Regions from separate parts of the Mus musculus genome. Here all the other regions are linked to region 4. Evidence: chromatin contacts called from public promoter capture Hi-C data. All regions are on one chromosome and are shown on one strand. Each heading gives the region's core, a stretch centred on a gene start, on an enhancer-like site or on the middle of the called end of the contact. The rest is flanking DNA. Distances are from core to core; before and after follow the strand shown.

What was found. Promoter capture Hi-C pulls out the DNA fragments that hold promoters and counts their contacts.
Region 1: a contact with region 4 is called in a promoter capture Hi-C map of pre-B cells, with 5 times the contacts expected there. The contact joins the promoter of Sf3a1 here to the promoter of Znrf3 in region 4. A contact is called at or near these places in 2 of 39 promoter capture datasets (liver and pre-B cells) and 1 of 115 datasets of contacts at active chromatin or transcription factors (pro-B cells).
Region 2: a promoter capture Hi-C map of liver shows a contact between it and region 4, with 3 times the contacts expected there. The contact joins the promoter of Dusp18 here to the promoter of Znrf3 in region 4. A contact is called at or near these places in 2 of 39 promoter capture datasets (both in liver) and 1 of 9 other capture datasets (adipose tissue).
Region 3: a contact with region 4 is called in a promoter capture Hi-C map of cranial neural crest. The contact joins the promoter of Purb here to the promoter of Znrf3 in region 4.
Region 5: a promoter capture Hi-C map of embryonic stem cells shows a contact between it and region 4, with 4 times the contacts expected there. The contact joins the promoter of Osm here to the promoter of Znrf3 in region 4.

What each region holds. Positions count from the first base shown.
Region 1 is chr11:4,158,645-4,163,801 of GRCm38.p6, forward strand. Sf3a1 (splicing factor 3a, subunit 1) reads left to right here and starts at 1,710. Exons shown (of 16, transcript NM_026175.5): 1 at 1,710-1,906; 2 at 2,402-2,523. The coding sequence starts at 1,844. Ccdc157 (coiled-coil domain containing 157) reads right to left here and starts at 1,649. Exons shown (of 12, transcript NM_001164620.1): 1 at 1,515-1,649.
Region 2 is chr11:3,892,361-3,896,881 of GRCm38.p6, forward strand. It overlaps Dusp18 (dual specificity phosphatase 18), which reads left to right and starts at 2,880. Exons shown (of 2, transcript NM_173745.5): 1 at 2,880-3,157. It overlaps 4921536K21Rik (RIKEN cDNA 4921536K21 gene), which reads right to left and starts at 2,766. Exons shown (of 3, transcript NM_026150.3): 1 at 2,480-2,766. The coding sequence starts at 2,727.
Region 3 is chr11:6,473,870-6,478,478 of GRCm38.p6, forward strand. It overlaps Purb (purine rich element binding protein B), which reads right to left and starts at 2,207. Exons shown (of 1, transcript NM_011221.3): 1 at 1-2,207. The coding sequence starts at 2,017. The coding sequence ends at 1,043.
Region 4 is chr11:5,442,747-5,447,515 of GRCm38.p6, forward strand. Znrf3 (zinc and ring finger 3) reads right to left here and starts at 2,101. Exons shown (of 9, transcript NM_001080924.2): 1 at 1,642-2,101. The coding sequence starts at 1,932.
Region 5 is chr11:4,234,067-4,238,656 of GRCm38.p6, forward strand. It overlaps Osm (oncostatin M), which reads left to right and starts at 2,719. Exons shown (of 3, transcript NM_001013365.2): 1 at 2,719-2,847; 2 at 4,340-4,476. The coding sequence starts at 2,817.

The sequences.
Region 1 (5,157 bases), core at 460-2,959, 1.3 Mb before region 4:
CCACGTGGTGGCTCACAACCATCTGTAATGGGATCCAATGCCCTCTTCTGGTGTGTCTGAAGACAGTGCACTCATATAAATAAAAATAAATAAATAAAGTCTCTTCTAAGATTCAAGCAGTCTCTTAACTGTAATCCCATATAAAGTCAAAAATACTGGGACCAAAGCAAGACAGAAAACCAGCTGGGCAAACTCCAAAGTCCATGTCTCCACATCCAATGTCAAAGCGCTCTTCAGATCGTCAGCTCCTTTCATCCTTGCCGACTGCTGTTGGCAGATCTGGCAGTCAGCAGCAGCAGACTTCATTCTCCTGGGCTGGTCCCACTCCCTGCTAGCAGTTTTCCTTGGCAGGTATCTCATGACTCTGGCATCTCTAACATCTTGGGGTCTCCAAGGCAACTTCAACTTTACAGCTTCTTAATCTAACTTTTATTCCAATGTCTGGGATCCACACATGATCTTTTGGGGATCCTCTAAAGGGCTGGCATCACTTCTCCAGCTCTGCCCTCTGAAGCACTCTAGGCTCTGCTTGACTCCAGCCAACTGCTGCTGCTGTTCCTGGTTATCATCTTATCGTACTGGCATCTCCAATACACTGGGGTCTACCACTGCAACTAGGCTTCACCAAGAGCCTCTCATAGGCTCTCTTCATGGGGCAAGCCTCAACTCCTTTGCATGACCCCTTCAGTCCTGGGCCATCAACTGTAACTGTAACTGCACCTTCACCAATGGCCTTCCCTGGCCTCTCACGGTGCCAAGCCTCAGCTGCTCTTCATGACACCTTCATGCCTTCAAACTAATACTGCCTGGGTAACTCTTACACACTGCCAAGTACAGCTGCAGCAACAACCATGGCTATCTCTGGAACACAGCTTCTTTGTGCTCTCAGAAAACACTTCCCAGAAGATTTCACCTCAGTGATGCTGGTCTCGTCTTAATCACTAATTTCTTAGCTCCAGCTAACCAGCATCAACTGTCCCAGCAATCCCTTCTACTCTAGACTCTAAAGCCAGAGCCACACAGCCAAATTCTGCTTCCTGTGGCTGGAACCTGATCCCCTTTATTATCTTACCAGCTTTCTGTTTTTCAACTCCCTCACTGCCTAAGCTTGGCTATCCTGAAACTTGCTCAGGAAATTGACTTTGAACTCAGAGATCTGCATGGCTTTGTCTCTTGGGATTAAAGATATGTACCACTACGCCTGAATTATGCTTTTCTTCATCTAGAACTTGCTCTGTCCCAGGCTGGCCTTGAACTCAGATCTGCTTCGTTTTTTGTCTCCTGGAATTAAAGGTGTTAGCACCATGTCCTGGACTCTGTAAGGAGGGATGCAGAGGAGGTGGTGCTGAACCAAAAAATGGGGCTAAAGGTGTAGTAAGTGGGACTCTATGGCATCTTCAAAATGCCAGGCCAAACAGGAAAGAAACAGGGGCGAGGGGTGGGGCGCTGAGGGGGCGAGGAACCGGCCAGAGTCAGGAGGGAAGTTCAGAGTCAGAGGATGTGGAATGGCTTACCTGTCTCCGGCGTCGCAGCCTCAGCTCTGTGTCTGTCTGGCTCACAGAACTTCCTCCAGAGCGTCTGAGGCTCCGAGAATGCCTCGCAACTCTAAGTTGGGAGCCCAGGCCGCTGCCTTGGCAACGGCGTACCGCGCCACGGAGCAGGCGGGGCGGGGCTGGAAGTGCGAAACGGCGAGAGGGCGGGACCGGAAGTGCTCCCGCGGCTTCTCTCTCTGGGTCGCCGCCATCTTGTCATTGAGTTGGATACTTCGTGTGGTGATCTTTAATCTTGTCGTCGCACCGGTTGTCGCCACCGAGGTGGACTGGCAGCCCTGAGCGTCGCAGTCATGCAGGCCGGACCCGTGCAGGCGGTACCCCCGCCGCCGCCAGTAGCCACTGAGTCCAAACAGGTATCGTGCCCCGCGCTCCCTGCCTGCAGGCCTGCTGGAGGCCTCGTTCCTCCCCTCCGCGCGGGCGCTGTGGCACTGCTGCTGGAAGCTCAGGCCACCCCGAAGGACATGGAGGGACTGCAAGTCCCAGGAGTCAGCGCGCTGAGTTGCCTTCTGGTCTCGAAAAAGATATCCCTAGAACCGGACTTTTCAAAACCAGCATGCGGACCTGCACCCCCGGCTTCCTCTGGGGTCTTATGTGAACCACGAAGCCTCCATTCAAAAAGAGGAGAGCTAAGCAAATCATTCTTTCCCCTAGATTAGGAATGGCTGCGTAAATACAGTATGGCTAAGGAAACTTGCCCTGTTTTGTTTTTAACTGCGTCCTCGGATGCTAACCCAAGAGAGTCTGCAGTCTACAGGACAGACGTTCCTGTCAGTATCATGGAGCGTTTATGATAGCCTAATCCGAGCCGGGGACTTGAAGCCCTTACTACCTTTTCTCTGTTTTCACAGCCAATTGAAGAAGAAGCATCGTCAAAGGAGGATCCCACCCCTTCCAAGCCAGTGGTCGGCATTATTTACCCTCCCCCGGAGGTCAGGAACATCGTCGACAAGACTGCCAGTTTTGTGGCCAGGTAACAGCTGCTTCTGCACAGAGGGAACTTGTAGTATAAAGGTCTTTTAAAGCAGCACAGGGGCATCATGGGGAGTTCTAGAGGCTCTGGCTTAGACTCCTTACTTCTTCCAAAACCACAGGAGAGCAATGAGGTAGGTGATAGATAGGACTGGTATGGTTGACATACCACAACAGTAATCGCAGTGAAAGCCATGCCTAGCTGTGTAGTCACTAGGAGTTTCTGCTTCCAAAACAAGTCTGTGGAAATTCCTGGTAGCTTCTTTGTGGCTGCTGATGTGCATATGCTGTGTTAACCTGAAGAAAGAAAAAGAAGAGTTGATTATTCTCATTGTGAAAGGACGACTTTCCCAGAGCCTCAGCTGAATCCAGAGCAAGCTGTTCAGCATGTTAGCTAGTTTCCAGGCAAGGTGAACATTGGTCAGGATTCCTCAACCTCCTCATCCCACATACTTCTGCACCCTTGGATGGAATCTTCTAAGGGCCACTTGACTTCCAACGGTCAACACATCTCCTGGCTTAGGGCACTTATAGAGTATTCTTTTGGCAGCCAGCATCATTATCCAGTCTGCAGATGTTTAGTTTGTCCTTAGAATCCTTAAAAGAGAAAAATCCTATTACCACACTTAGAAATGAGGTGATTTCACAGTCAGTCTGAATTTCTGGCTTTTCCTGAACCAGGCTGCTTCTTACATGGCAGAGCTTCTTGGCCTTGAAGTGTGTACAGGACGTGTGTTGTCCAGGACCCACACTTTGTCACTCCCTTTAGCGAGCATCCCTACCACCTTGAATCATTTAATACTGTTTTGTTCCCACCTTCCTAATGAAGTGACACATCAAAAGAGATTCTGATTGGTAAATTGTACTGTGCACACCGTGAGAGTTCAGATCACTTTGCAGACTTTAATTAATTTGGATTTTCACTGAAAAGATGCCTCACGATAGGGCATTGAGTGTTGTGTGTGATTGGCTAATATTTAATAATAACCCTAATGCCTTCCCCCCTCTCTCCTGTGATGCTAATAATTGGGGAAAGGCTGTTGCATAATGAAGAAGAGCAATCTTACTGTGAGGACAACCCCTGTCAGCTGTTGTCACCATTAGCTGTTTCCTTCTGACCATGGCATCCTTTTTAGATACAGTAATAGCAACACAAGTACTGTCATGTCTTGATTTTCTTTGCATGCTAAATTGGAAACATTTCCTAATTTTTAGTTTCCCTCATGCTGCATGCTTTCTATGGAAAGGTTGCAGTGTCCAGGCTATGTGTTTTCTTTTGAGACGGTTTCCAGTGTTTCCACTTGGTCAGTGAAGCTGTAAGAGGAGTTTGCACACTGTCTTTCCCTTATAGAAGGCTTCTTCTTTTTTGTTGTTGTTGTTGTGTTTGTTTGTTTGTTTGTTTGTTTTTCAAGACAGGGTTTCTCTGTGTAGCCCTGGCTGTCCTGGAACTCATTCTATAGACCAGGCTGGCCTCGAACTCAGAAATCCGCCTGCCTCTGCCTCCTGAGTGCTGGGATTAAAGGCGTGTGCCACCATGCCCGGCTAGAAGTTTTCTTTAGAAGGAACTCTGTGTGAAACAGTAACGGCTAAGAGAGCATTGAAAGCTTCAGGGATTGGGGAGACACCTCAGTTCAGTCAGGTGTTGAGTACAAGAACTTGAGTTTGGATCCCATGGTGTATATTCCATGGATACCCATGTTAAAGCGAGATTGAGCAGTGGCTACGTCTGGTAACCTCAGTACTGGGAAATAGAGACACAGATTCCTGGAGCAAATTGCTATGCTTCATATTCAATGAGAGAGCTTTTGTCCTTTGCCTCAAAAACTAAGGTGGGGCCAGTGTATTCATGTACTCTGAAGGTAGGAGCAAGTTGATCTCTATGTTTGGGGCCACCCTGGTCTTCATAGCATTTCAGGTGAGCTGGAGATGCATGGACCCTATCTGAAATAAATATTCAGATAAATCTAAATAAAATAAGGCAGGGAATGATTGAAGAAGACAATGGACATCAGCCTCTGTACAGGTGCACACAAGCATGCACTTAGAAACATCTCAAGCAGTTTTCCCGAGTAGCTTCCTATAATTATGTTATCCTGCTGTCACAGCCAAAAATAAATAAATAAATAAATAAATAAAATAATAATAAAAAAACACAACTAAATTCTCTTAAAAATAAATACTCATTACTGGGCATGGCATGATACATACCTGTAATCTTGGTGCTAGAAAGGACTATTGGAAGGTAGAGACTAGCCTTGTAACACAGTGGGCCCTGTTTTAATGACAGGAAATGGAGGCTGGAGAAGTGGCTCAGAAGTTAAGGCCGCTTTCTGCTCCTACATAGGACCTAAGTTTGGCTCCCAGCACCCATGTCAGGCAACTCACAACTTACAGAATCTGAATACACATGCATGTACACATGCCTACACAGAGTCAATTTTCCTTTCCTTTCCTTTCCTTTCCTTTCCTTTCCTTTCCTTTCCTTTCCTTTCCTTTCCTAGAAAAGGAAAACGAAGTGGATTGCAGCCAGTCATGGCACATACCTTCAAGTCCCATAATGTATGAGGCAGAGGCAGGTAGATGTCTGTGAGTTCAAGGCCACTCTGGTCTTGTGAGTTTTATATCAATCAAAGCT
Region 2 (4,521 bases), core at 1,630-4,129, 1.5 Mb before region 4:
TGCTACATCAGTTGCCATGTTGGATGTTGCTGCCCATAGGCATCCTGGCCCCAGGGCATCAGTGGGTTGGAGACACCCACACGGGTAAGAGGTGTGGAGCAATCTGAGCAGAATGGGCAGCTGGGAATGAATTGGTAGAATGTGCTTAGCACACACATGGTCCTGGTGATCTCCAGCATCAATAAACGTCACTTGGGAGGCAGAAGCAGGAGGATCAGAAGTTCAAGGCTATTCTTAGCTACATTATGAGTTAAAGCCAAGCTGGGCTACATGTCTCAACAAATAACAGATGATGATGTTAGCCAGTGGGTTCTCTCTCTTTTTTTTTTTAAGATTTATTTATTTGTTATATGTAAGTACACTGTAGCTGTCTTCAGACACCCCAGAAGAGGGCATAAGATCTCATTACAGATGGTTGTGAGCCACCATGTGGTTGCTGGGATTTGAATTCAGGACCTCCGGAAGAGCAGTCAGTGCTCTTACCTGCTGAGCCATCTCTCCAGCTCCTGGGTTCTCATTTTTTGATAATTTAGTTATATTATGAAGTGTTTTTCAATGGTTTTTCCCATTTAAAAAAACAATTGTTCATACATTCTAAAACTTGGAAGCCAAGTGGATCATTGTGTTAAGTCAGTTGATATAATACATATAATCAAGAATAAATATCTTGGTATAATAACTAGATAGAGAAAAAAGTTGTGGCCACTGCAACTAAACAGTGGCTACTGTTTACTAAAGAGTGAATTTTTGTGTTGTGCTTTTTAAAAATACAACACACATATACTTAGATATGGATTATCTTAGCCTGTCAATTGCTGTAATAAAATACTGACCAAAAACAACTTGAAGAGAGTGCTTACTTCAGTTTACAGGTTGCAGTTGCTCATCAAATAAGGCTGAGGCAGAGCTAAGGGCAGGAACCTGAAGTCAGGAACTAAAGCAGAGACCACAGTGGAAGGCTGCTTACTGGCTTGCTCTTCATGACTTACTCAACTGGCCTTCTTATACAACCCAACCACCCGCGCAGGTGTGACACTGTCCACAGTGCCCTACATCCTCCCACACCAGTCATTAGGAAACTGCTCCCCAGACACGCCCACAGGCCATCAGCTGTAGACAATTCCCCAAAAGATGTTCCTTCATCCCAGGTAAAACTAGTAGTTTTAAATTGACAAAAACTAGCCAGCACAGTGATTGGTTTGCTGCTCCGACTTCTGTTTGGTTTGTTGTTGTTGATGTTGCTTAGTTTATTTTACTTTTGAAATGATTGGCAAACCACTCTAAAGGAAACCAGGGAAATGACATACGTGCTGGTGAAGTATTTCTGAATACAGATTCCCAAACAAACAATAGCAAAAAGGGAAGAACCACACATGAATTGACTGAAACAGAAATGGCTGTCTGATACACACAGGAACAGAAGGAATACAAATAACAACTTATACTAAACTCAGTCTCTATTGGTTAGCACATCAGAATAAGATCATCATAAAATACATTCATAGTCAGACAAAACAAAAACAAAACAAAAACAAAAAAACAGAAAACACCACCACCACCAAACCCAACAAACAAAAAGATGTATATTTTGTGACAAGGTCTCGTGTATCCAGGCTGGCCTAGAACTCCCTCTTGAACTGAGAGTGACCTTGAATTTCCAATCCTCCTGCCTCCAGCACCTGAGTGCTTGATTACAATCGTGTGCAACCACGTTCAGTTAAGAAGAAAACAAAGCACCTTTAGGGGGATTCTAATAACGTTCTCCAGTTCATTTTCCTATGAGTTAGGAACAACTGTGGTCAGGCTGTGCTTGCTAATACAAAGGAACGAACATTGAAAGCTACCCAGTTCCACTTTTCTGGTTTTTATGCAGGATGACTCAACATACCCAGGTGCGGATGGGAAGACAGAGTCAACGGTCAGGAATTTACACACAAGTCTAAGTCCTATTTTCAACCAAAAAGAGACTAAATATTTAAAGACCCTCTTTACTTAGTGATGCACCAAATTTATCAAGTAATAAATACTGGTCATTTTTGAAACAAATTGTGTTTCCATAATAAATCCTCTGTAGGACTTGTTACATCCTTGGCTGATGCCGGTTGAAGAAGGGGGACAGGATTGGAGTCAAACATTGGGGAACTGAAGGCTTTTCAAGGACGCTGGAGAATGGGAAGGCCTGGAGTTGCCAAGTCGATTGGAGCCTGAGACCAATTGCAGACGTCAAGCCTACACTACGCCAGGGTCAGGATTCATTCGGAAGGCTAGAAACGGGACAGTGCCTTCGGCCCAGAAAACGGGCTTCTGAAGGTCCTACGGGTTGGCCTGAGTCTGAAAAATCCTGCGATCGGAGACATTGCTGCGATCAGAGGAACATCTAAGGGCGGAGGTTGGGGGGGGGACACGGCTGGAACAAAGTGAGTCGGATTCCCTTACGGGGTCCCGGGTCTGACAACTGCTTTGTATACCCGAGCCACACCTGAATAACAACTTGGGGAGTGGGGACCGCGGCCGCAGGAAGTAGATCTGTGGTTGGACGTGGAGGCCAAGATCCGGCTGGCTGTCCAGTCTCTCGCGCCGGAAGTTCGAACCAGAAGCGGTAGTCTCTTCGGTACCTTTCCTGTAATCCGAGCCCAAGTCCCATTTGACTGAAGGCCTTCTGGGCTGTGTAGCGGTCTCTGACTGGCTAGAGAGCGACTCAGGAAAGCTAGCAAGACCTAAAACCATGGTGGAAAGACACGCGGTCGCAGAGCAACTATCTACACTGGAGTGCGTTGCCTGGGAGACAACCGGCAAGCAGACCGCGTGACAGTCTTTAGGCGTTCTTTGTGAGGCTCTGTTGGGCGTGTTGCCTAGGAGACGAAGGGTGAGTGGGCGGGGCGTGCAGGCGGTGGGTGTAGCAATGGTCCTTCTGGCTACTTGGCGCATTTCTGTGAAGACAGGCAGCCCACCCAGCTTTTCCCAAACGCCTGGGAACTGCGTAGTCCTTCGAGGTACAGAATCAGTCGCGGGGTCCCCCTAAGCCCCGAACTGCCCATTGTTCCGCGAGGAGAAGCCGTTGCTACCAAGGTCCGGAATCATGAAGGGCCCTCTCTTTCTTGGAGAGGGTCGTCCGCGGCTCTGCCCTGAAAGATTTCGGGGGCACTGAGGGAAGGAGGTAAGATTGTTTGAGTCTTGTCACCACGTAGAGAGGCCAAGCTTCCTAGGCTTGTTGTGGCACCTTCCACTCATCTACTTGTGGACTCTGTTCCACGTTTATAACCCAGAATTTAACCAGCGCCCCACCTATATTTGCCAACTTTCTCCAGAAAGTGTAATCCACCAGAAATATCAGCCTTCAGAACTTGCTGTCTAATGATGAACAAAACTGGTTTTCCTCGAGTCTCAGGTTTCACGGCTACAAATTAACTAGATGCCAAAAGCCTGGTTGGTTGTAAAATGTAAAAAATGGAGATGACGTTTCTGTTTCCTCTCCTCCCCTCTCCCCCCCCCTCCCCCTCCCCCTCTTGAAACTCTTGAAAGAGTTCCAGTAGTCTGGTCAGGAACACCACATCTTGCTTCAGCTTCCAGGTCTGCTCTACCATGTCCTACTGTCTGTGATCGCTTCTTACTATCTTTGCAACTCTATAACAAATGCCTTTATTTGTCATTCCCACAAGCTTTGCATTTTAACTTTACCTCTGAAGGGACTGAAGAGAGCAGAAACAAAACCAAATGTCACTTGGAAGTCACATTCCTTGGAAGGCAGGAACAGGGAGACAGAACAGTGGAAAAATAACTGATTGGCCTGAGGTTACCTGAATGACTTTTCATTCTGAGAGGATAAGTTAGGCCATGACCTTATGCTAGCTGAAACTGGCCTGCCTGGGAAATCCTGATTTCTCAAAGGTTAATTTTAAGAAAACAGCTTTGTTTCTGTGACAAGGAAAAAATTAAATCAAAACAAACAAACAAAAAACCCTGTAGTTTGTTTCCTCAGCTCTTTGTTGGGGGGCAGGACCCATAAAGCAAGGGCCCCACCTTTCTCTTCTACCTCCTGAATGCTGCAGTTCCAGGTGACCATCACCAAGGCTCTTTTCTACTTGCTCTCAGTTGACTTTGAGGTCATTAATGTTGGAAGTCACACAGCTGAGCAGAGAACATGAGTTTCCACTAGCTGTGCTGTATGTAGATGACACCAGTCATGTGTGCTGAAAACAGCTAGACTTGCTGGCTGGTTATGAGAAGATGGAAAGACTTGGCATATCACTTTCCCTCTTGTCACCTTTAACCTTTGGGTCCAGTTCTACTTAACGTAATCGGAACATATCCACCCTAATGTTCTTTCAGTGGCTTCTACTCCCTCAGCTCCTAACCACCCTCTTTCTCCTGAAACCACCCCAGTAGACCTAAGGCCCGTCCCTTCCATTGTTCACGGTCTCTCTGGCCATGGCTGGCCCCCTTCCTCTGTGTGAAAAGACCCCCAGCACTTGGGCAACAGTTCTGGCTCAGTGATGTGAATGTTGGTGTAATCACTGAGTT
Region 3 (4,609 bases), core at 957-3,456, 1.0 Mb after region 4:
CAGTGGCTGTAACAGCCGAATTAGCCATAATTCTCTGGTTCATACGGTGGAGCCACTGGGATTCAGCTCCCACTCATGCTAAGCCATTTCTTGGTAAAGACCTCCATACTTAAGAGATCAAGGGAAGAACTTTAATGAGCAGCAACCAATCCACTCAAACAGTCCACTTTGTGCTTTATGCCTGACTTCTTGTGCCCACCTCAGCAATCCCCATTGTAAAAATGCTTTTGTTTTTGAAAAAAAAAATTGCCAACTTTTAAACTATTTTAGTAATGGATTCTAGTTCAAGCTTTGATCTCTGAATTCATTTGCATCCCGGAAAACAATTCTGCAAAGAAAAGACAGGGGCCTTGGTCCAGGTTCCATGCAAAACCATTTTTTTTAAATGGATCTAATTTTCGAATTCTCCAATGGCTTCTTGAATTCTTCTCTTGCCCTGTCCATGATTGTGTAAAGTTGCATTCCTTTTCATAAACCTGTACCCTCAGAACTGGGTAACTGCAAAAGGCCTCTTTCTTCTCAAAGATTCCACTAAGACCTAGATCCAAAATGCTGATTTCGATGGAGGTGAAGGGATAGATGCTGATAGTAGTGAGGCCTGGAGGGATCCTAAGACCAGATTACCCAGGAAGAACACAAATTCAGCTATTCCCAATGCATGAGTCTGGGTAACCCAGGTGTGGTTTTGGTCCCAGACGCTCGAAGATCTATCTATCCCTTCCAGTGTTTTCCTGATGAATTTCCGAACCTCGGTTTTAAACAACAGAAGCTGAGACTCTTGCGCAGGTGAGGAGATGCTGCTCCTCTTTGCAGGTTGCTGGCAGTTCCTTGGAACTTAACTGCTTTTCTCTAATTGTCTGTGACTGTTTTCTTATGGTTATTTCTCTTAACTATATTATTTTATTTTTTTTTTTGTTTTCTTCGTCTGCGGCCTCCCCTGATCCCTCTCCACTAGCTCACTGGGGACGAGAAGGAAAGGGCGCTCTCTAGCCAAGGGGATGGTGGTGGGGTTGGGGGAGGCCGGTACGGGAAGCTGCCTGCTTCAATCCTCATCCACTTCCTCACCCTCCGACTCGTCGCCGCCACCGCTGCCCCCGCCGCGTCGCTCGTAAAGCTTATCCCTCTGTCGCTCCTGGATCTCTTTCATTTCATCTGCATACCGACAGAAGGCGCCTCCAAACTTGCCCCAGGCCTTGAAGGGCACGGTGATGGCATTGCGGTAGGACGGCTTCACCTCGCTCACTCGCAGGAACACCCCGTACTTGTTGCAGCCGACGTCGAAGAAGAAGCGCTTCGAGTCCACGGTGATGGAGGTGCCCTCCGGGAGCTCTCCGTACAGGCCGCCCCCGGGGCCGCCGGCGCCGCCTCCCGGGCCGCCGGCCAGCTCGTCCTCGTCGCCCCCGTAGTCGTCGATGAGCTTGGCGAGCGCGTCGCGGAACTCGATGAGGCCCTGCGCGGGCAGCGCGATGGTCTGGCCGCTCTGCAGGCCGCCGGGCCCGGGCCCCCCGCCGAAGCCGCCGCCGCCGCGGTTCACCGTCTGGCGGATGCGCAGGAAGCGGCCGCGCTGGTTCTCCTTGAGGTCCAGGTAGTACTTGCGGTTCTCGCGCACCAGGAACTCGCTCTTGAGCGCGCGGCGCGGCCCGCCGCCCTCCTCGGCGCCCGCCGCCAGCTGCTCGGGGCTGCTGGGACCCAGCTGCGCGTAGTGCTCGATGAAGTCGCCCAGCGAGTCGCGGAACTCGGCGGCCACCGCCATCGACAGCGTGAGGCGGCTCTTGGAGCCGCCCGCGCCCACCTCGGCGATCTTGAGGAAGCGGCCCTTGGCGTTCTGCTTCACGTCCAGGTAGAAGCGCTTGTTCTGGATGTCCAGCCGCTTCGAGGCCAGCTCCTGCGTCTCCTGCTCGCCGCCCGGCCCGCCACCGCCGCCGCCGCCGCCGCGGGGCGCGGGCTGGAAGCCGCCGGGCCCGCCGCCGCCGCCGCCGCCACCGCCGCGCTCGCTGCCGCTGTCGCCGTCCGCCATCTTCTCGGCCGCCGCCTCGCCGCCGCCGCCCGCTGCGCTCGCGCCCCCGCCCTCCGCCCTGCGGCTCGCGCTCCGGGGCCCCCCAGCCTCGCCCGCCGGCTCCTCACGCGCGCCCGCCGCTCATCGCCGGTCGCCGCCGCCCCCCATCGCCTCCGCGCCCCGCCCCCGCGGCTTCCGTGCGGCACGGCCCGCTTCCGGCGCGCGCCTCCCGTGACGTCACTCCGCCCCGCCCGCCGCCGCCTCCCGGCCGGAAGACCCACACACACCACGCCGGCGGGGCGCAGAGGTGACGTCGCTGGCCGCGCCGGCAAGGCGTTCTGCGGCTACCCCGGGCGAGCCTATGTTTCTGTCCGCTGGTTTTGGGGTCCTCTTTCTTGATGCTTTACTGACGCTCCCGGTTTCAGAGGGTTTAGTGTGTGACTAGATGACTCTGTTGCTTTGGGGCTGTGGGAAGGCAGAACGTTTTGCCGAGAAGCACATGAATTATTCAACAGTGGAGCCAATCACCTCCTGGCGCCTGGGAAAGCAGAGAGACAGGAAAGGGCCAGGGGCTAGGGATCTTTCCAGAGCATACCCCAGTAACCTGTTTTCTCCAGTGAGATCCTACTTCTCACTAATGCTACTAGATTATTAATCCTCAGGGACGAGTACACTGATTAAGTCGGACTCCTAACGATTGGATCTAGCAATCCTTCAGTAAATAAGCCCGTGTTTCTAAAACAAAGAAACCAGAATACCATCTTATTTTATAAACTCCCTGAATGGAGTTCACACAAATAACTTTTGGGTTTTTTTTTTTTTTACAATTGGGTGTTTTTAATGATAGGATCTCACTAAGCTATATTGGCTTAAACTTGAGTTCTTGCATCAGTTTAATATTCGTTAACCAGGTTCCTCTAAAGTGTTGTTTTTTTTTTTTTAAAGATTTATTTATTATTATATGTAAGTACACTGAAGCTGTCTTCAGACACACCAGAAGAGGGAGTCAGATCTTGTTACGGATGGTTGTGAGCCACCATGTGGTTGCTGGGATTTGAACTCTGGACCTTCAGTCGGGTGCTCTTACCCACTGAGCCATCTCTCCAGCCCTAAAGTGTTTTAAATTTGTTTCTGTGTGGCTATACATGTACGTGTATGTGGAGGCCGGAAATAGAGTGTTTGTGTTACTCTCCACCGTATTTTTTGTGAGTGGGTCTCTGGCTGAACTTAGAGCTCACTGAATTGATCTAAACTGGCTGTCAGTGAGCCCTAGGGATCCCCCACCCCCACCCCCTGCTGCACCCTGCTCTTTTATGCAGCTGCTAGGTTTTCAAGCTTGTGTCTTAATGCTTGTGTGATGAGCAGTTAACCGCCCCTCTAGCCTGTATTCTGCCTGATGGGCCAGCTTTGTTATTTTGTTTCCGCTGAAATTTCATTTGCATCTAAGCCTAGAGTCTTCTCTTGTAATTTTTTAGTAAGGACATATTTTTGAGTGGTTTTATGGTTTGATTTTTAAGTATAGGACTATGTTTATCTGAAATATATCATGATGTCTGGGATGAAGTAAAGAATCTAAGGAATTTCCTTCAAATGACTAACCCATTGTCCCAGTACTATGTATTGGGTAATCCTTGGAGGATAGATGTTAACAGGTGGAGATAGGGTAGGTTATTTTGGGCAGAGGAACATATGTCTCCAGATGGTGAGTTGTGCAGTTTGGCTGGGGCCTAGGGTCTGTGAACAGTGGAACTGGGCGCAGCTGTTCTCTGGTGGCTAGGAGAGATCCTTGATTCAGTGGACAGGGGCCACCATAAACTGTATAAACAGGAGTCATTTTCTAGTTTTGTACTTTTTTTTAAAAGATTTATTTATTTATTATATGTAAGTACTCTGTAGCTGTCTTCAGACACACCAGAAGAGGGCATCAGGTCTCATTACAGGTGGTTGTGAGCCACCATGTGTTTACTGGGGATTTGAACTCAGGACTTTGGAAGGGCAGTCAATGCTCTTATCCACTGAGCCATCTCACCAGCTCCCTAGTTTTGTACTTCAAGAAAGTGACCCAGGGCAAAGGAGAGTGTGGGTGGTCTACAGTGAGACCCAGCACAAACTCTTGATTATAAGCAGTGACTATGTTGTAAAACAGGCCCACATTTTCAGACTCTTAGTGGCTGGGCAGTGCTGGTTGGGGAGTGGGGAGACTGTGGTCTTTGGGTCAGAATATTACAACTATATGGAGACAAGAGGGAAAAAAAAAAGTAGGTGGTAATTGGAGCTGAGGGCTCTGGTGATCAGAGAATGAGAATAATGCTAGCAGATAAGCCTGGTCAGGGGCTTGGGCTCTTTAATAACCCAGCACCAAACTTAGACTTCACAAAACCTCAGATGTTGCAGGTGTTAGATACTCCCCCACCCTCATCCCTGAGAACATGGAACCAATGAAAAGTGGGACTTTACTGTGTTTTTTTGAATATCAGTTATTTTCTTCAGTTTCTTTCTTCTTGGTGGACTTAAAGTCTTGCCTTTCAGCAAATTGAGGGTATGTGAAATAGATCTGTTGACCGTTTGAGATGCTGGCTGGATACTCCTGGGCAAATGTAACAATGGTCAGTC
Region 4 (4,769 bases), core at 851-3,350:
AATAGTGAACCCAAGAATATCTGCAAAGCACAGCATTATGCATAATGAATAGCTCCCCAGACAAACTACCACAGAGAATGGCTCAAGTTTAAACACTGCAGATAAAAATCTCAAACTTCAAAAGTCTCCTTCAAAAAGTGAAGTGCCACGTTAAAACATACTCCCCTCAGCTGCAACCCCCACCCTCAAGGCTGTAAATCAAACATTTCTAAAGCCATCAGGGCACAGGGAAAGCCTCAAAGAACGACAAGGACTCACAAGAAGCAAGACTTAAAATTCAAACTCTTCTTAAAGCCTGCAATAGAGTTGTTTAGGTATCTTCAGCCAAGCATCCTCTCTAAAGCTTGTATATTAATGACAGTAACAATAACATGGGGGGGGGGAGAACAGCACCGTTAGCAACATCTGTAGTCACAGAAATTGGTCAAACATGTATTTCGCTTTCTATAGATAAGAATAAGAGCACCACAAAACAATGCTTTCTAATCACAGCCATAGGGTCCTCCTCCAGCTTTGGAAAGACACACACCTTTAAGGAGCTACACCGTATTGGCCCGTGTCCCATCAACTCAAAGCTCTGCGTGCAGCTTCACCCTCCTGTCTACACTCGGAGCTGCTCTGAAGTCATCCCACACAGTCCCTTTTCTCTTCATAATTCACCCAAGAGCAAAGCACCGGAGATCCAAACTATAGGCCTCTAAAGTTCCAAAAGATTCAAAGACGAGCCAACCGTATCAGATCACTCCTACCAGAGGTGCGCCTAACAACCATAAGTGCGCTGCCCTGGAACATGGTAGTGGATAAAAACCATCGTCGAGGGAGCGGGAAATCTATGCAGCTATCCATCCGCTGAGGCTTCGACTGAGAGTCCCTCCTCAAAGACTGGGGACAGCTCAAAGCTCTCCCTAGCCAGCCTCCTTTGGGACGCAGCCCTCTTTCATTTGGAGCAAGGTGGAGGCCCTGTCAGTGAGAGACCCTGGCTCGGGTTTGCAGGCCTCTTCGGTATTAGTCCTTGACCCAGGGGCGAGCCTGCGGTCTTTCTCATCCCCTGTAATCTGAGGCACGGCCACGACAGTGCTCTGCCAATTCCCACTCCTCAGCCAGCTCCGCCTGCTCCCTTCCTGCTGCTGCCCGTCCAGAGCCCTGCCAGAGGGTTGGTGTCTAGGTAAGGCTGCCAGTAGATTTCAGCAAAAATAACCTGAAGATGTGCACCCCGGCAACTGGGTCGCTCCGAAAACGGAGCAAACGTGGATGGAAAAGCAAAGCCTGCGACCTCTAAGAAGTCGCTCCATCCTTCAACTTGTCTCGCCTTTGCAAAGTTGGCATTCAACAGGTAGTTCCCGGGACTTTCACCTGAGGGAGAAAAACGTCCCGCCAACTCAAGAGTGCCGCCCAGGCGCCCATGCCCAGCTCAGCGTCCCCACCCCCACCCCGGCGCGGTGCACCCACCGGAGGCCGAGCCCCCACGTGCGCTCGCCTCAGCCGCCGTGCCCCGGAGGCCCCGTCCCGCCCGCCTGGGAGGGATGCCGCCGGGCTCCGCGCCTCCCCCCCGCCCGCCCGCCCGCTAGCCCGCGGCGGGGTCGGCGGGCGCAGCCCCCGGAGCCATCTTGTGGCGGCGGAGCGCGGGGCCCGGGTGGCTACCTGCACGATCTCGCCCTCGGCGCTGAGCATGGCCCCGGCCCGCGAGAAGCGGCCCGTGAGGCCGGTGGTGTGGGTGGTATAGTCGCCGCTCGGGCTCGACTCGAACAGCACCACCTCCACGAACGCCGTCTCCTTGGCCCGCGCCGCGCCGGGCCCCGCGGCCGCCAGCAGCAGCCCGAGAAGCAGCGGCAGCGGCGGCGGCGGCGGCAGGCGACGACCGCGGGGGCCGCGGCGGAGGCGGCGGCGGCGGCGGCCCGGGGCCCCTGGGCGCCCGCCCGAGCGTGGCCTCATGGTCCTGCGGCGGGAGGGCGCGGAGGGCGGGCGCGGCCGGGCATAGTCGCGGGCCGGCGGAGGACCGAGCGCGGGCGGTCGCCTCACAGCACCATCGCGGCGGCGGCGGCTTTGTGGGTCGCAGGCTCTGCTCCGCTCCCCCGGCCGTCGCGCCGCGGCCCTTTCATCTGCTCCACGTGAGGGGTTATCCCCGCCCCCGCAGCGTCGTGACCCGCTCTCCCCTCCCTCCCCGCGCTCGGCCGCGGCCACCTCCGAGGGGAGCGGGTAGGCGGGGCGGGCGCGCCTGCGGCGAGAGGCGGGGCCCAGAGGCCTCGCCCGCCCCGCCCAATCGACTGAGTCCCGCCCCGACTCCGTTCTTAGCCACGCCCCTCCACCCTTGCTCCGCCCAGGTAGTCTTTTTCGGTCACGCCCCTTCCTCTTAGCCACGCCCCCTGGTCTGTACTCCGCCCTCCGCGGCAGACATTTCTCTTGGCAGTTGCTGGAGTACGGGGAGAGTAAGATCCTCAACCTGTTCCCGGGCGGTTTCGCCCCCTCGGCGCACCCTGCTTTGGTGCCGCAATTAGAGTCATTGGGGCGTCAAAGGCCTCGTCCTTCCGTCCAAGGATGCTTCATCCGCAGCTCCGGCACTGCTGGCCACCCGCACTCGGTGCTCGCGCCCTACCACCTCCAGGGACCGCGAAAGGCCCCGGGCGGTCAGTGGCAGTTTGCAACCCGCCGGGACACGTCCAGTTCTTACGTGGGTGTCACATAGACAGTTACCCTCAACTAAAGGAGTGAGGACAGGTGGCGGAGAACTTGAAGAAGTTATCTAGATTCTAATGGAGTTCATCTTTCCGCAGCCCTGGAGACCGTCTCCAACACTCCCTTCAAATCTCACCATGTGCAGAAGGGCGGAAGAGTCAACACGCTTAATGCACAGACTTCTGGTTGCCAAACATACCAAAGACACGTGCTCCGAACCCAGACGTCCCCAGTCACCCAGAAGATAAACTTTTAATTCTCTTCCCCTTTTTGGAACAGGATTTTTCCTTTCTCAGCAAATCTATGAGACTCACAATCCTCCTTTAAAAGCCACATTCAATTTCTACTTCCTCAGTCGTCTTCCCTCCCTGACCTGAATGGCTTTGTTTAAATATTTGCAAATATTTGGTTAGGGTGATCTGCTTCTACTTGCTACCACACCCAAAATATTAAGACAAAAAGAAAAGTCATTGAGTGTTTCCTTGAGTAATCAGCGCATCGAGGTTACAGTTTAAACTGAAAAGGAATGTTTTGCCAATGTGTTGAATAGAAAATACAATTGAAAAGAAATTCACAGAACTGTGTTACTGTGTTTGGACCACCCAAAGCTTTGGCACAGAAGGTAACTGACAAAGCTAGAGTCATTAGTTTCCCCCAAGCCAAGCTTAATCAGTACTGACTGCTCGGGAGCACTGTCATTTCCAAGGATTGTGACTTTACCCACTAAGGCACAGTCCAGTCTTTTTTTTTGTTTTGTTTTGTTTTTTTTTTGTTTGTTTGTCTTTTCGAGACAGGGTTTCTCTGTGTAGCCCTGGCTGTCCTAGATCTCACTTTGTAGACCAGGCTGGCCTCTAACTCAGAAATCTGCCTGCCTCTGCCTCCCGAGTGCTGGGATTAAAGGCGTGTGCCACCACACCTGGCACAGTCCAGTCTTTAAGGGGAAAGCAATTATTATAGCCATGCATAGCTAGCGTTGCAATCCTTAGAAGTATGAAGTCATGAACTGGTGAATGAATATGCAAATATGGTCTATCCATACAATAAAATCGAATTTTTAACATGGTAGAGTTTCAATCGGGGCTGGTGAGATGGCTCAGTGGGTAAGAGCACCCGACTGCTCTTCCAAAGGTCCGAAGTTCAAATTCCAGCAACCACATGGTGGCTCACAACCACCCGTAATGAGATTTAATGCCATCTTCTGATGCATGTGAAGACAGCTACAGTGTACTTAGATATAATAATAAATAAATCTAGAAAAAATATATTAAAAAAAGTTTCAATCTTCAATTGCATTTTAAATAACAAAATCAAAGACAAATAAAATACTGAATATTGAATGAATGCGACAAAAATATACTCAGTGAAGCATATAGCCTTTCCATTTGTATGAAATGCCAAGAATATAGAAAAATGGAAAGGTTAGTGATCACCAGATACTGAACTGGAAGGAGGATTGGGTAGTATGACTATTAATGGATTTCCCTTAAGGGGAACGAAAATATTCTGTAATTAAATGGTGATGAGTATATTCTTTGTAAATACATGAAATCCACCACCAAATTGTACATTTTCTTTCTTTCTTTCTTCCTTCCTTTCTTTTTTTTTTTTCCCCCTGAGACAGGGTTTCTCTGTATAGCCCTGGCTGTCCTGGAACTCACTTTATAGACCAGGCTAGCCTCGAACCCAGAAATCTGCCTGCCTCTGCCTCCCAAGTGCTGGGATTAAAGGTGTACACCACCACTGCCTGGCAAATTGTACATTTTCTAAAGATGGATTTTACAGTGTATAGATGACGTCTCAATACAGCTGTTAAAAATTGAAGCCTTTTCGTACTTGACGTAGTGGAGCTCGCTTTAATCCTAGCACTGGGCAGGTAGAGGCAGGTGGACCCATGAGTTCAAGACCAGCCTTGTCTCCGTAGGTGTCTCAGGCCAGGCAAAGTTACATAGTAAGACCTTTTCTCAAACAAAAATGAAGCCTTGGGTCAAGAGAGGATCCAAGGTCATATCTCAGCCCCCAGCTCACAACCACCTATGACTCCAGCTTTATGGGATCTGACCCTCTCTTCTGTTCACATACGGCATACATTTACAGAG
Region 5 (4,590 bases), core at 1,469-3,968, 1.2 Mb before region 4:
TCTTTGAGTTGAAGGACAGCCTCTTCTCTAGAGCGAGTTCCAGGACAGCTAAAGCTACACAGAGAAATCCTGTCTCAGAAAGAAAAAAACAAGGAAAATAAAAACAAAGAGATCAGGGGACAGAAAATGCAGAAGGGGGTGAATGGTTATATAAAGGCACAGTGGAAATTTGGCCACCTATAAGCCAAGAAGCAGCCACGTGGGGTAGCACATTCCAATGATCCCAAGATGGGGAACGCAAGGCAAGAGGACTGAGAATCTAAAGCCACTCTGGGTTGCAGTGTGAGCTGGAGGTCAGCCTGGGATACACAGATGAGAACAGGCCTGAGTAAATCAACAGCAAAGGAGAGGTACCTGGGAGCATCCAGCCCCAGAGATAGCCTACTCAAATGTCTAGCCTGTACAATGGTAGGAAATACATTGTGTCCTTGTCAAGGCTGCACAGCTTGTGGCCCCCATATCAGAGGACTCATTAACTGTGTGCGGGAGGGGGGTGAAAATAGAAACCAGGAAGAAATGGGCTCCTCCGGAAGGAAGGCAGACATGCTCCTTTTGAGATTCCCCAATAACACCATGTTTTACATGATCTGCCATCTAGGGAAGGATGCTGTCTACAGGAGGCCCTGTGGAGGTTCCATGCACACACCACACAATTTTTAGAAGGGTCTGCGGCTTCTGCAGATTTTGGTGTCTTTGGGCAGAGGCCCTCCCATTTTGATAGTTCCGGGAAATAAATATGCACACAAGCCTTGCTCTTGACCTTAGTCCCAGTGGCCTGTCCAGCACAACCCTCTGGCCCCCAGCTAAGACATGCCTTCAGACACCAGGTAAATAAATGCACGCTCTTCCTTTCTTCCTCTCCTTTTCTGTAGTAGGAGGAAACCCTCAGGGTGTTAAGCTCTGAGGCTAGGCGCTGGCCTAGGTTGACGTGGCAGCCCCTTTGACTTTATTTAATTGAATTTATTCCCTTTGACTTTATTTAATTGAATTTATTTATTTATTTATTTGAGACTGTATGCCCAGCTCCTGATTTTGCTTTGAGATCAGTCCCCTTGTCTATCCCAGGCTGGCCTCTGATGCACAGTCCTGTCTCAGCCTCTAGAGAAATAGAGATTACAAATGTGTACCACGCCATCCGGCTCTGGACACCTCCCCCAACTGTGCAGGTGTCCTCCAACAGGGCAAGTCACCCCTTGGCACCTTTATTCTAAACAGAGGAGGTAGTGTATGGTCCATGGGAGAGAGGAAGGAACAACTGAGGTGAAGGAGGGTCTCTTGCCAACATATGGGTTCCGAGAAGCACGACATAACACTCTCCGGCTAGATCTGGGGCTGCTTGGAGCTTCCCTCTGTCTCCTTATCACAGTGAGAGCTTGAGTGTAGGGGTATAGGGACTGTCCCAGGATGACATCACGGATATGAAATGCAGAAGGATCCCTGACCAGGGCCCTAGGGAACAGCACCCTGGAGTGGGCAGAGGTAAGAAATTCAGTAGGAGGAAATGAAGACTTCAGAAGGATCTAGTCTAGACTGTACTGGGGAGTTGCTAACAAGGGGGACACTCTGCTAGGTGCAGAGAATATGTGGATGGGGGCACAGTCGCCTCCTGGATAGGGAGTGGGGGGGTTGTTGAATGAATATATGAGGGCCAACAGCAGGTACAGCCTAAGGATGCTCATTCTAGCTTGGCAGATGTGCTGTGGCTTCCAAGCATGGCCTGTGGATCTGGCTCAGCCTGGGCCTCAGTCCCTCAGTGCGGAGAAGCAGAAGACCCACCCATGATGGATCGCTATCTTTCAGAGAAAGTGAAACCTTGTGTCCAACTGTCGCAGCTCCCCCACCCCTCCCTCCAGCTTCCCCTCTGAGCTCACAGCTTCCCGGTCTCCCCCGCCCCCTCCATCCCATCCCCTGAAAACCAGTACTTGGAATTCAAGCCTAGTCTTTTCTTTTTTCTTCAAAGGCTTTTTTGCCTTTTATGTCCATGTTGGCAGTGACCTTGAGGGGTGAACCAAGGAGTGCTTTTCTCTCTCGCTTTCTCAGGTGGGGCTCAAAGTAGCTGAGTGACTTGCCTCAGACAACACAGCGACACAGCGTGTCACAAGCTTTGAACCCGTTCTCTAATTTCTCTTGCTCCAAGGGTCCTAAAGGACCCTGTCTACAGAGAGAGGATCTGGGATTGGGAAGGCTGGGCGAGGACAGTTAATAGAGACAATGGAAATGAGTTGGGCTAGAAGATGCTGACCTGGGATTAGAGGCACAATCTTTGGGGCCCAAGTCTGGCTCTGTGCCCAGAGCCTGGTGGTTTCCGCTCACAGATGTCCCGACAGCCCAAGCGAGAGGGTGGGAAGGGCACTCAACAAGGAAGATGTCTGGCTCCCTTTAGCCCTAAACCTTCGTGTCCTAGGAGGTTGGTAGTTTCTGGACCAGGGGTGGCCTCCCTTGCAAGTCGTGCTCTGACCCCTGGACTGATCCCTGAAGATGATACGGACCCCCGTGCTGCCCGCTCACCCCAAGAAGGCTGAGGCTGCGGTTTACATCATCCTTGGGCGTGGGGCTGACCTCGAAGAACGAATTCGAAGAAAACGGGAGGAGGAGCGGGCATGTCATGGCGCATGGCGCCCATTGGCCGCCTGGGGAGACTTTGGTTTTTGGGGTCATGTTCCCAGAAGGCCTGCCCTTCCCCCTCCCCCTCCCCACCCACCTCACGAGATGTTGGCCAATCGCCCCGTCGGGCATAAAGTGGCTGCCAGCCTGCAGGACACCCAGCCAAGCTGTGTCACCCCTGAGAGGCACGGGCCAGAGTACCAGGACCCAGTATGCAGACACGGCTTCTAAGAACACTGCTCAGTAAGTACTTCCTTCCTTTCTACCATCCCAGGGCGCAGCTGGGCCAACTGGCTGCTGTAGGCACCCTCTGCCCTTGGGAGCTGTAGATCAAGTGAAGGATGTGGACGAGAGGGAGAACTAGTAGGGCAGGGATCCACTGAGACCCCAGCATAGCCACAGGTGGAAACGTAGTATTTCTGGAAGGTATTCCAGAGGGAGGCGTGAGAGAGACCATGCCGGGGACCAGGGCATGAGGGAAGAGGAGAAAGAGTGAGAAGAGTCTGGAGAAGCCCAAGGCAGGTAGGGGATGAGCAGAGAAGGAAGTTCCAGATCTGCGCGGAAATGGAGCAAGGGGCTCACTTCTTGCTCTGATTCAATTCTCGGGGTCTGGGGCAGATGCAAAGTCAGCCAAGCCAGAGGTCCTTAGATCATCCCGCCACTCATACAGCCACACCCACACGGGGACAGGCAAGCAGAGCCATCTATGTGGGAACAGGTCCTCCCTCTCAGTAAGGTAGGAAGTCTCACCTGCAGACCAGAACCCCCGGTGACCGGGGCAGGTACTGCAGTGCCTCACCTAGGTCTACGGGCACACCCCCACAGGCACTGGTCCATGTGCACCTGTTACAAGCTCGCTGTGGACCCTCACTGGCAGTGTAGCTGCAGACACGGGGGAAGATGGGGAGGGGACTTGTGGTTGGCACGCCTGGGCTACAGGCCCTCCCCAGGGGCGAGGGGGTGGGGTGGGGTGGGGCTGGTTGGTTTGTAGGAAGGGAAGGATGGTGTCGTAGCCTTCCGGGCCATTGCACCACAGGCCCCTTCCGACCACGTGGCTGCCGGTGCCTGTGAGGGTGGGGGCCTGCGAGCTGGAACTATGATCATCTGCCCTCACCCCTACAACCTTCTCCTGGGCTCCCAGCAGTCCTGGTGTGTGCGTGTGTTAGGGGTTCGTGTGTCGGTGGCAGGAAGGGCAGGGCGAGTGCTGAGCATGGGTGACCTGGACAGGCTTTCCTCTCGCATCTTGCTCACCTTTCAGCAGAATGGCCGTCAGCACTGGCTGGCCCAGTGAGTGGAGAGGTGCTTTTTCTGGCTCTGTGAAAAGAGCTTAGGTGACCTGCTGCCCTGGGGCTGCACCTCAGGACAGACCCCTGGTCAACTCTATTCTGCCTACAGGGAATGTTAAGGTCTATAAAGTAGTCAGGAACTTAACCTGTCAGTCTTAGGACAGAGCTAACCCTTGTATGAGGCCAGATATCTTATAGAGGACTCTCTTGTCTGTTCGTTATGCCATAAAGTCAGGACAGGGATGCTGGAGGCTACAACCCAACCTCTCCCCGAAGAGCTGCAGGGAAATTGCAGCCACCACCATCTCCTTCACCCTGTTTGGTTTATGGTGGAAGGTGGTAGCCCCAGTGAGTGCTTCTGTGCAAACCCAGACCCTACTGTGTGCCCAGCTCCTCCCCTGGGCTGGACAACCACCAGTCAGGTAACTGATGCGCTCTTCTCTGCCCAGGTTTGACCCTCAGTCTCCTCATCCTGAGCATGGCACTGGCCAATCGTGGCTGCTCCAACTCTTCCTCTCAGCTCCTCAGCCAGCTGCAGAATCAGGCGAACCTCACGGGGAACACAGAATCACTCTTGGAGCCCTATGTAAGCCTCAGCCCTTAGGGTACCTGAACCTCAGAGAATCTTGGGGACTAGTGAGAGAGTGAACACATGGAGGACCAGGAAGGGGCAGGAGGGGAAACTGAGGCATTCTAGGGA